Regions from separate parts of the Zea mays genome. Here all the other regions are linked to region 1. The links are chromatin contacts, called in public Hi-C maps. All regions are on one chromosome and are shown on one strand. The core of a region is the stretch at or near the end of the contact, and the rest is flanking DNA. Distances in the headings are between cores, read along the strand shown. Region 1 holds the start of LOC100274801. Region 2 holds the start of LOC606444 (4-hydroxyphenylpyruvate dioxygenase 1). Region 3 has its middle 5.6 kb from the start of LOC100274509.

Region 1 (2,750 bases), core at 138-2,637:
TTACTTCCGGGCCTGTCCGAGTTACCTCCGGCCGCAACGTGGCGGCCCGTCCGTAGGGCGGAGCTGGACAGCTGGCCGTCAGCGCGGGGGGGAGTCGTGCAGGGCAGCCGTCCGATGCGTCCGACGGAACCGGATCCGCCCTGCCCGAAAGGGGTAACGCTACGCCCAGCGACTTCTCTTTTTGGGGCGCAAGAGTGCAGTGCAGACTGCAGAGCCTGAGCCGTACTGGTGGCGTGGGGGCAGAGCTGGTGGTGCTAGTGGCGCGTCACGTGAGAGGTGGGCTCCCAACTGACTGCGCTTTGCCCGGCCCCCATCGAGTCTTGTCTTCTCTTCTTAAATTAACGAGCGACTTTGCATTGCAGCAACTTCAAGCTCAAGACCTCCCCCGAATGATGGCCTAGCGTCTCGCCGTGACGGGCGGGCGGGCGGTCAGCCACTCGGTCACACCACGGCGCCGGCGCGCGGCGGAGGACCGCCGCCCCGTCACGTCGGCGCTGTACTTGCCGGTGTGGGGGTGCCACTGCCGCGGGGACTCGTCCGTCCGTCGGTCCCGGGCAAACGACGGCATTCAGTCACGGATCACACCTCGCATCGCGGTGTGGCTCGTGTCGGCACTGTTATGGGTCGGCATGCGTCGTGGCGATCGGAGCCCAACCCGCTGCTGGCTGCTGGCTGCTGCCTGTTGCGGGCCAACCAACCGTCCCAGAGAGGTGACGGCCGACGAGACTTGTTGGAGCGGGACGCCTGTCTGCCCACCAGTGAGCGCCCACGCCGCATCCGCATGGACGGGACGGGAACGGGAGAACAAAAAATCTCCGGTCATGCCCATTGCTTGCCCAGCCAGTTATTACAGCGAAATGTTCCCGTTATCCGCAGCGTGCGGATTCAAAAGCGGATTCGGGCACGAAAGGTGTCGCGGGAGGTGCGCGCATACGGCGGCTTGTGTGCGGTGATAGTCCTCAGCATTGGGGGCACTGCTGGTCTGGTCACTGCACACTGATCCTGCTTTGTCGTGGCACGCGTAAAGCTGGCAAACGTTACAACTGCAGTCTCATCGTGAACCGGCGGCAATTGTTAACAAGCACAGGGCAGCATTTGGCCGCAGGGCTAGTGGTGTAGAGAGAATAATACTAGTAGTACTGTATAGGGAGGTTGCCTGCGAGACGCGCGCCACGCCAAAAATCTACTACTACTGTAGAGGAGGTTGAGTACCATTGCCCACCACCTACCCCTCTGTCAAAAATATTAACCACGGATTACCACCCCACTCCCTCAACCGCGAGACGGCCACGTGGCCGTCTGCCACTGGCTGGCTGGGTAGACCGGGCCCGCGCGTCAGCAAATTTACCATGCCCGGCTATATAAACGCGCTGCCCTTTACCGGGCTATACCGCACGCACCTGTCCCTGTCGCCTCCTTACGTTTCATCGCCTCGCGAACCCACCCACCCAAACAGCCAAGTACAGTGCGCTGTCTGCAATAAGCATCCGCCCTTGGATGCGCCTCGCCGCAGCCGGCCATGGCCTCCGCCGTCGCTAGCAACGTGCACGCGGGACCCGCCGCCGCGGCCATGTCGTTCGGCTGGCTCGGCCCGGGCCTGCCGTTCGGCGCCCGGGACGCCGCTGCGGAGGCGGAGGAGCCCGCCGCGGCGGCCAAGGCGGAGCCGGCGGCGATCTGCAAGGACTTAATCGACTTCGAGTTCAGCCTCGGCGGGTCCGCCACCATGCTCCCCGCGGACGAGCTCTTCGCGGACGGGAAGCTGCTCCCGCTCCGCCCGCAGGCTACCGCAGGGAAGGCGGAGGCCGAGCGGGAGCGGGAGAGAGTGCTGCGGCGGGACACCGCGCTTGTGGCGGAGGCCACGCCGGGCCCTGTCCGGGCGCTGCACCCCGCCGCGGCCGAGGCGGCGCTGGACCCGTACGTGTTCTCTCCCAAGGCGCCCACGTGCTCCAGCCGCTGGCGGGAGCTGCTCCGGCTGAGGAAGGTCCAGACGCCGCACAAGCCGACCCCGTCCCCGTCGCCGTCCGCGTCCGCGTCGCCCGCGGTGACCCCGTCGAGGGCGTCCAGCTCCTCGGCGGCCAGGTCGCTGAAGCTGCTCCTCCTCCAGCGGAACGGCGGCCGCGCGTCGGACCTCCCCGCCGCGCCGCTCCTGCGCGACAGCTCCGACTCCGAGACGTCGCTGTCCCTCGCGTCCTCCCGCTTCTCGCTCTCGTCGTCGTCGTCCTCGTCCGGCCACGACCACGACGACTTCCCGCGCCACTCCCTCGACTCCGTCGACCTCACCCCACGCCCCCGCATCCGCCTCGTCCGCTCCCACCACCACCAGCCGCCGCAGCCGCAGCCGCAGCCACACCCGCCCGCCGCCGCCTCCGCTCCAGTGCGCGCAGCCCACAGCCCCGCCCGCCGCCGCCAGTCTCAGTCTCCGTCGCCCCCGCCGCCGCCGAGCGTGGTCTCCGTGGACTCCCCCCGCATGAACGCGTCAGGCAAGATCGTGTTCCAGGGCCTGGAGCGCAGCTCCAGCTCCCCCGCCGGCAGCGCGCACTCGTCCATGCGGTCCCGGTCGCGGTCCCGCGTCATGGACCGGTCCTACTCGGCCGGCGTCCGCGCCACGCCCGTCGTGCTCAACGTCCCGGTGTGCTCGCGCCCGGTGTTCGGGTTCTTCAAGGAGAAGAAAGAGGCCGCGGCCAGGGACGCCGCCTCGGCGCGGGCGCGGTCGGCGCTGGGCCGGAAGACGGCTGCGCGCACCGCCCCGC
Region 2 (2,750 bases), core at 87-2,586, 970 kb after region 1:
ATACCTTATCCTGGAATTGTTCCTTTGCAATTCTAGATGCATCATGCACACTTGTAAAACAAAAAAGGTGAAAAAGATAACGATTTTACCTGTCCCCCACTGGCTTGGTGAAGATTTGGAGCAGCACGCCCTGGTCATCCCTGTCCACCAGCACCCCTAGCTCCTGGCACTCCTTAATCTGTGCTTCCGTGAGCACGTCCCCGGCGCGCCGCCTCACGCCGTCATAGTAGTCGGATGTGGGAGGCGCCATGAACTCGAAGCCGCCCATGGCCGAGCGCGCCTGCATCTCCCTCAGCGTCCTGAGCACGTCGTCGCTGGCCAGCGCCATGTGCTGCACGCCGGGGCCGCCGTGGTGGTCCAGGAACGTTTGTATCTGGCTGCGGCGCTTGGTGCCGTGCACCGGCTCGTTGAGCGGGAGCAGCACGTTCTCCGAGTTGTTGGCGAGCACCATGGAGTTGAGGCCGCTCTCCGCGGTGCCCACGTCCTCCGTCGTGAACTCGGCGAACTCGTGGAACCCCGTGAAGCCGGCGAAGTAGGCGGCGGCGGGCGCCAGCTCCGGCACGTTGCCGACGATGTGGTCGAACCTGCTCAGCCCGTAGTCGGCCGCCCCGGGGCTGGCCACGCCCTCGAACCCCGGCAGGAAGGGCTCGCCCGCGGCGCCGTCCGGGTAGCTCACGTACCGGAGCACGACGTCGCCGTAGAGCTCGACCTCGGCGAGGCGGAAGCCGCGGCCGAGGTCGACGGGGCCGAACGCCGGGCGCGCCCCGGCCGCGACGCTGGCGCGGAAGGCGTCCTCGGCGTCGGCGACGCGGAGCGCGACGGCGCGCACCGCGAGGCCGTGGTCGGCTGCGAAGCGCCGCGCGGCGGCGGCGGAGAAGGAGGGCAGCGCGGCGGTGGCAGCGTCGGCGCCGTGCGCGTAGGGCGCCGTGAAGAGGAAGGAGAGGGAGCCGGAGCGGAGCAGCAGGGACGCGTGCGCGGAGTTGCCCGTGGAGAGGTCGGAGCGTGCGGCGAGCGGCGCGCCCAGGCCGAAGGAGAAGCGGCCCGCGGCGGAGGCCGCGTCGGCGCACCAGAGCTCCACGTGGTGGAACGCGAGCGTGTGGAAGCGGTCGGAGCGCGGGTTGAAGCGGACGAAGTTGCGGTGGCCCACGAGGCGGAACGCCGCCTGCTCCGCTGCTGATGCCGCCGCCACGGCGGCGCCGGCTGCGGCGGCTGTGGGGGTCGGGGGCATTATCGTGCTTTGGTTTTCTCTTTCTCTTTCTCTCGGAGGGCGTGGCGTCGTGGACTCGTGGTGGCCTCTGTAGCTTGCAGAGCTGCAGTTTGCGGCTCGGGTGACTGCACTTGTTGGTGGGTGGCCCTGGGGATGGGGGACGACTGGTAAATAAAGGGAAGTGATGGGGGCCACGTGGACGGACGATTCTGTGGTTGCGGTTGCGGATGTGATTTGTCTTGTACTGCCAATTGCCAACGCAGAAGGCTCTCACAACTAGTGTGTGATGCTAGAACAAGGTACTCACATCCTCATTAGTCATGCCAAACAAGTTTAAGCCTATTTGGAGCACAAAGTTTAGCTATGAATTGCAATTCTACATGAATTAAGATTTAAGAACGCATGTAAATTTATTACCTATACCTAGCCTTTCAATGAGAATTTGAATAGAGAGATAAGAGTCATATAAAAGATACAAAGAGGTAAATATATTACATCTTGTCATTTTTCCTCCAAAACTTGCATGGAGGAAAGGTCGAAAGGAATCCATAGAAATTGATGGGACTGAATCCTTTGTTCTAAAGGCTTATGAAGGGAATTTTCTTGTAGGCAATGATAAATCCTTCGTATTTCCTCTATTACAAAGAGACCCTTACAATACAAAAGGACTCCCGGAGAGGTTCATACTGTTCTTGAATCATACTAAACGAGTTTGCTTTTCCCAACACATGTTATGCGCTTATGTTTTTCGAAAACAACATGTGTGTGCGTGTGTGTGTGTTGCACGATCTGTGTTCCAAGTAAGTATCAAGTAACCACGAGTGGGATCTTGTGGCTTAATTCTAGCTTGCATCCTACACTTGTTTTAACAAGAACCAGGTGGTAAAGCTTACATCTGCAGCAAGAGAAAAAGCTTGCGGCTTTGTCGTACCATCATGTCATCATCCAACCGAAACACAGTGATCATATGAACAAGGGAACACTCATCATTCCAAACTCACGAGTCACAGTACTGTTACCTGTATTGTATGGTCCACACGAGCAAGCAAGTACGATTGAGAGAAGAAGAAGAAAAAAAACACGCCATCAATTAAAAGACTCCAAAGCGTGTGCAACAACACATAGCGACGGGACGTGCCATCCCTGACACCACGAGGGGGTGTCCTTTGAGTGACACTGACACATGTGGTATCACTGTCTTACAGTGGCTCAGTACATCACGTCGCTGCGTTCTACTACCTCCTTTTCTCCTCGGCACGGTGACCCAGCACTCATTATGGAGTGGTTTGATGGCAATTGTTTGGTTCCCTGTACTAGATTTTAGACTCTGCGTGCAGACGAAGACCTCCGAGGGCAGGCTCCACGCCTCCACCCATACGCAAGACATCGAGCGTTTACTCGCATAAAGGCCCGGTGGATACATCTTAAGGTTGGATCAAGCTTCGAGGATATATGAACCAAACACACGGTTAGGAATACCTCTTTTACTACTGTAAGATCCTTAAAAAAACAACTGTAAAGTTTGAATATATCTATCAGTCGC
Region 3 (2,750 bases), core at 123-2,622, 690 kb before region 1:
GAGCCAGTGAGCCACCGAGGTGGGAAATGTGCCTTGGGGGGATGAAGCCATCTTTGTGGAAATTCTATGACCGCCACTTTCGTGAAGTGAAAGCCATATCACCTTAGTGCCTTTTGCACTTGTGCCTTATCCTTCAGACCATGCAGAGCGTTAGAGCCACAGAGCAGAGTGAAACGATATGGATGATGTTGGTAAAGATGTCCAGTATCTTCGAGCGTTCTTGTGCGTGCGAGCCTGTATGTTCGAAGCGGTGGTATTCATGGATACCCTTCGTATTTCGAATTCGGTCAGGTGTTTTTTTGTAACTCTAGGCTGCCTAATGATGCCCAGCAGCCCAGGTACAAGGAACCGTACCTGGTGTGAAGTTGTGGATATGTTTTTTTTTGGTTTATGCAGCTTAGTGTTCGAATATGTGTGTTACAAGTGATAGTAAAATTTATGTGGTTCTGTTGGAAGCACTCGACTTAGGGGGGGGGGGGGGGGGGGGGGTGGGGGGGGAATCAACACTGTTGTTTTTTGATCCAATGTATCCATCTGTGCTGCTCCAGGTGTGGAAATGTAAGCCAGCGTGTTCTTTTTTAGAACTGCTTTAATCTCAATAGAAATGCACACCTGTTGACCTGAAGTATACCTTTTGGAGCAAGCTGTGCTCCAGTGACCACTAGAGCATTTTTACCATCTTCCAAATACTGGCACTGGAACCTGCTGGAGTATCGTGGTTTTCTTCATTATTGCCAGTTCTCTCTTTTTTTCCCCATTCACATCTGCCATTGTGCAGTCTGCAACCATTGTATAGCAGATCTGTTGGAAAAGTACCTTTACCCATCTGTTTTTTTTCTGGATTTATACTGCCAACTTGTAAACCACAGGAAGAATAAGAGGATGCGCACAGCATGTTTTAAAAAAATAGAGTTGATATGCTGCTTCAGGAAAAGAAAAGAAAAAAAGATCGCTTATGGTTGGCGAGGAGAAGGTATATTATCCTACTTTGTGTAAATTAGTGGTGGGGCTAGCAACTGGGATTGACCTTTTGCAGACTGCAGTGGAGGTGCACGATTTTGTTATTGGACGAGCGAGCCCTTGTAGACCTAGACTAGATCCACAGCTCACTGCAAACTTCGTTAAGGTATATGTGTTATTCAATCTTGAAGGATATGCTGCATATGGTAAGGGCGGAGACGGAGACGACTCTTGTTCGCGAAACTCCCATTGGGTCTTCCGAAGTAATGTATGCTAACTTTTTTTTTTTTTGCCACCACCAATGCATTCGTAATCTCTCTTAAAATCTCCTTGTGTCCTTTCTGGTAGTACATGCTTTTCCCTGGTCCTTCCGTTCCACTGTACTGCTACTGTAACAGTGTCTGTGTGGCCAAGCAGACTTTTTCCCTGGGGTGGGGGTCTGGACTCTGGAGTACTAGCGGGGTAGGGTAGGGGTGGTGTTCTATGGTCAGAATTAAGGCCGCATTTATTATTTCTGTTCTTCATTTTCAGTCCTTGGACTGTGTGCAGTCCTATGTCTAATAATTATGTTGGCCTGTTCACTGCGGCTGAATTAAAACTGTTCGGACTATTGTAGCTGAAATCTTTAGAGATTAAAACCGCAGATTAAAACAAAAGCCGGCAGATTAAAACCGCAGTGAACATGCTCGTGATTCCTGATTTAACAAATAGTCCTACCCTACACATCCACAAACGTTGCTTTAGTTTTAAATATGCTCTGACATTTCTATATATTAAAGCAGGAGGAATTGCCGCTTCCACGTGCGTCCACGTCGGTAAAAAAATTATTGGCCGTCCGATCGTTCACCAATGGTGACAACGTCCACCAGCCGGCTCGTGTAGTCTCCATCGGCCTGACGTCTAGCCAAACGCCACGAATATTCCAGAGAAATCGCATTGCCGGCGACCTCTGCATCCTCTGTCTTCTCCTCAGCACACCGGATGCTGTCGCAGTCCACGACGCTGTCCGCGCCCCCTAGCCCCCAGGGCCTGCTGTCCCTGTCGGCATCCTCGTTCGCTCCGCCCGCATGGGTAGACGACCTCCTTGCACTCACGCTCGCCGAGGGGCAGGGGCACTCGCCGGCTCCGGCGAGGGCTATGCCATCGCCGCCCACCTCGACACTGCGCGTCGCGCTCCTCGACACCTGCAACGCCATCGCCGCGCGCCTCCACCGCCTTCACAGGCGCAACCTCCTCGCGCGACCATCTCATTCGCCGGTAGGAATCACAAGTCTGTAACCAAACTTATGTGTGCGAGCGCGCCTCGTCGTCTTCATCATTCATCTCTTCTGTCCAATACGTGCTCAGACTAGGAACCAGGCTAGACATTCTTCTCACCATTCATGCTCCAGCTAGAAAATAGGTTCACATTCTTCCCCTCTTTCTTATTCGTACTCAACTCACTTAATACTGAGCATATTAGGCTGATCCCAACAATTCCCCCTCTCCATATTAGGCCTTATCTAATTTTCTAATTTAAAGGGCCCCTTTTCGTCACAAATGTTGTCTCACAACGTGCTCAACCACAGAATCACATTTACTGTCTGACTGCCACATAATTTATATTTCTTATGCTGAGAACGTATAACTGATGCACAAAAAAATACATATGGATTATATATACATATACCGCGTAACAATTATGCATACTCCAAACTGCTCCCTCGGCCCTAGGATGGATCTACAGAGCAGTGTTGAGGCAAGCGATTTGAAGTCAGACCAAATCTGCATGGAGTATAAGTATCATTTAT

Evidence for each region. Hi-C and Micro-C count contacts between places; a contact is called where the count stands out from the background.
Region 2: a Hi-C map of bundle sheath shows a contact between it and region 1, with 2.8 times the contacts expected there. The contact joins the promoter of LOC606444 here to the promoter of LOC100274801 in region 1. A contact is called at or near these places in 2 of 25 Hi-C or Micro-C datasets (bundle sheath and leaf mesophyll).
Region 3: a contact with region 1 is called in a Hi-C map of ear, with 4 times the contacts expected there. The contact joins the enhancer-like site here to the promoter of LOC100274801 in region 1. A contact is called at or near these places in 2 of 25 Hi-C or Micro-C datasets (ear and endosperm).

Annotation. Positions count from the first base shown.
Region 1 is chr5:84,887,970-84,890,719 of Zm-B73-REFERENCE-NAM-5.0, forward strand. LOC100274801 reads left to right here and starts at 1,388. Exons shown (of 1, transcript NM_001149077.1): 1 at 1,388-2,750. The coding sequence starts at 1,520.
Region 2 is chr5:85,855,032-85,857,781 of Zm-B73-REFERENCE-NAM-5.0, forward strand. It overlaps LOC606444 (4-hydroxyphenylpyruvate dioxygenase 1), which reads right to left and starts at 1,337. Exons shown (of 2, transcript NM_001112312.2): 1 at 90-1,337. The coding sequence starts at 1,228. It also overlaps a transcript of LOC100280793 not described here.
Region 3 is chr5:84,198,754-84,201,503 of Zm-B73-REFERENCE-NAM-5.0, forward strand. No RefSeq gene overlaps it. Among protein-coding and RNA genes, the nearest start is that of LOC100274509, 5.6 kb to the left of the region's middle. Within about 2 kb of position 1,373, at least 14 of the 20 cell types and tissues checked have an H3K27ac peak or open chromatin away from gene starts, as enhancers often do. A contact at or near this core is called in ear, where this site is marked.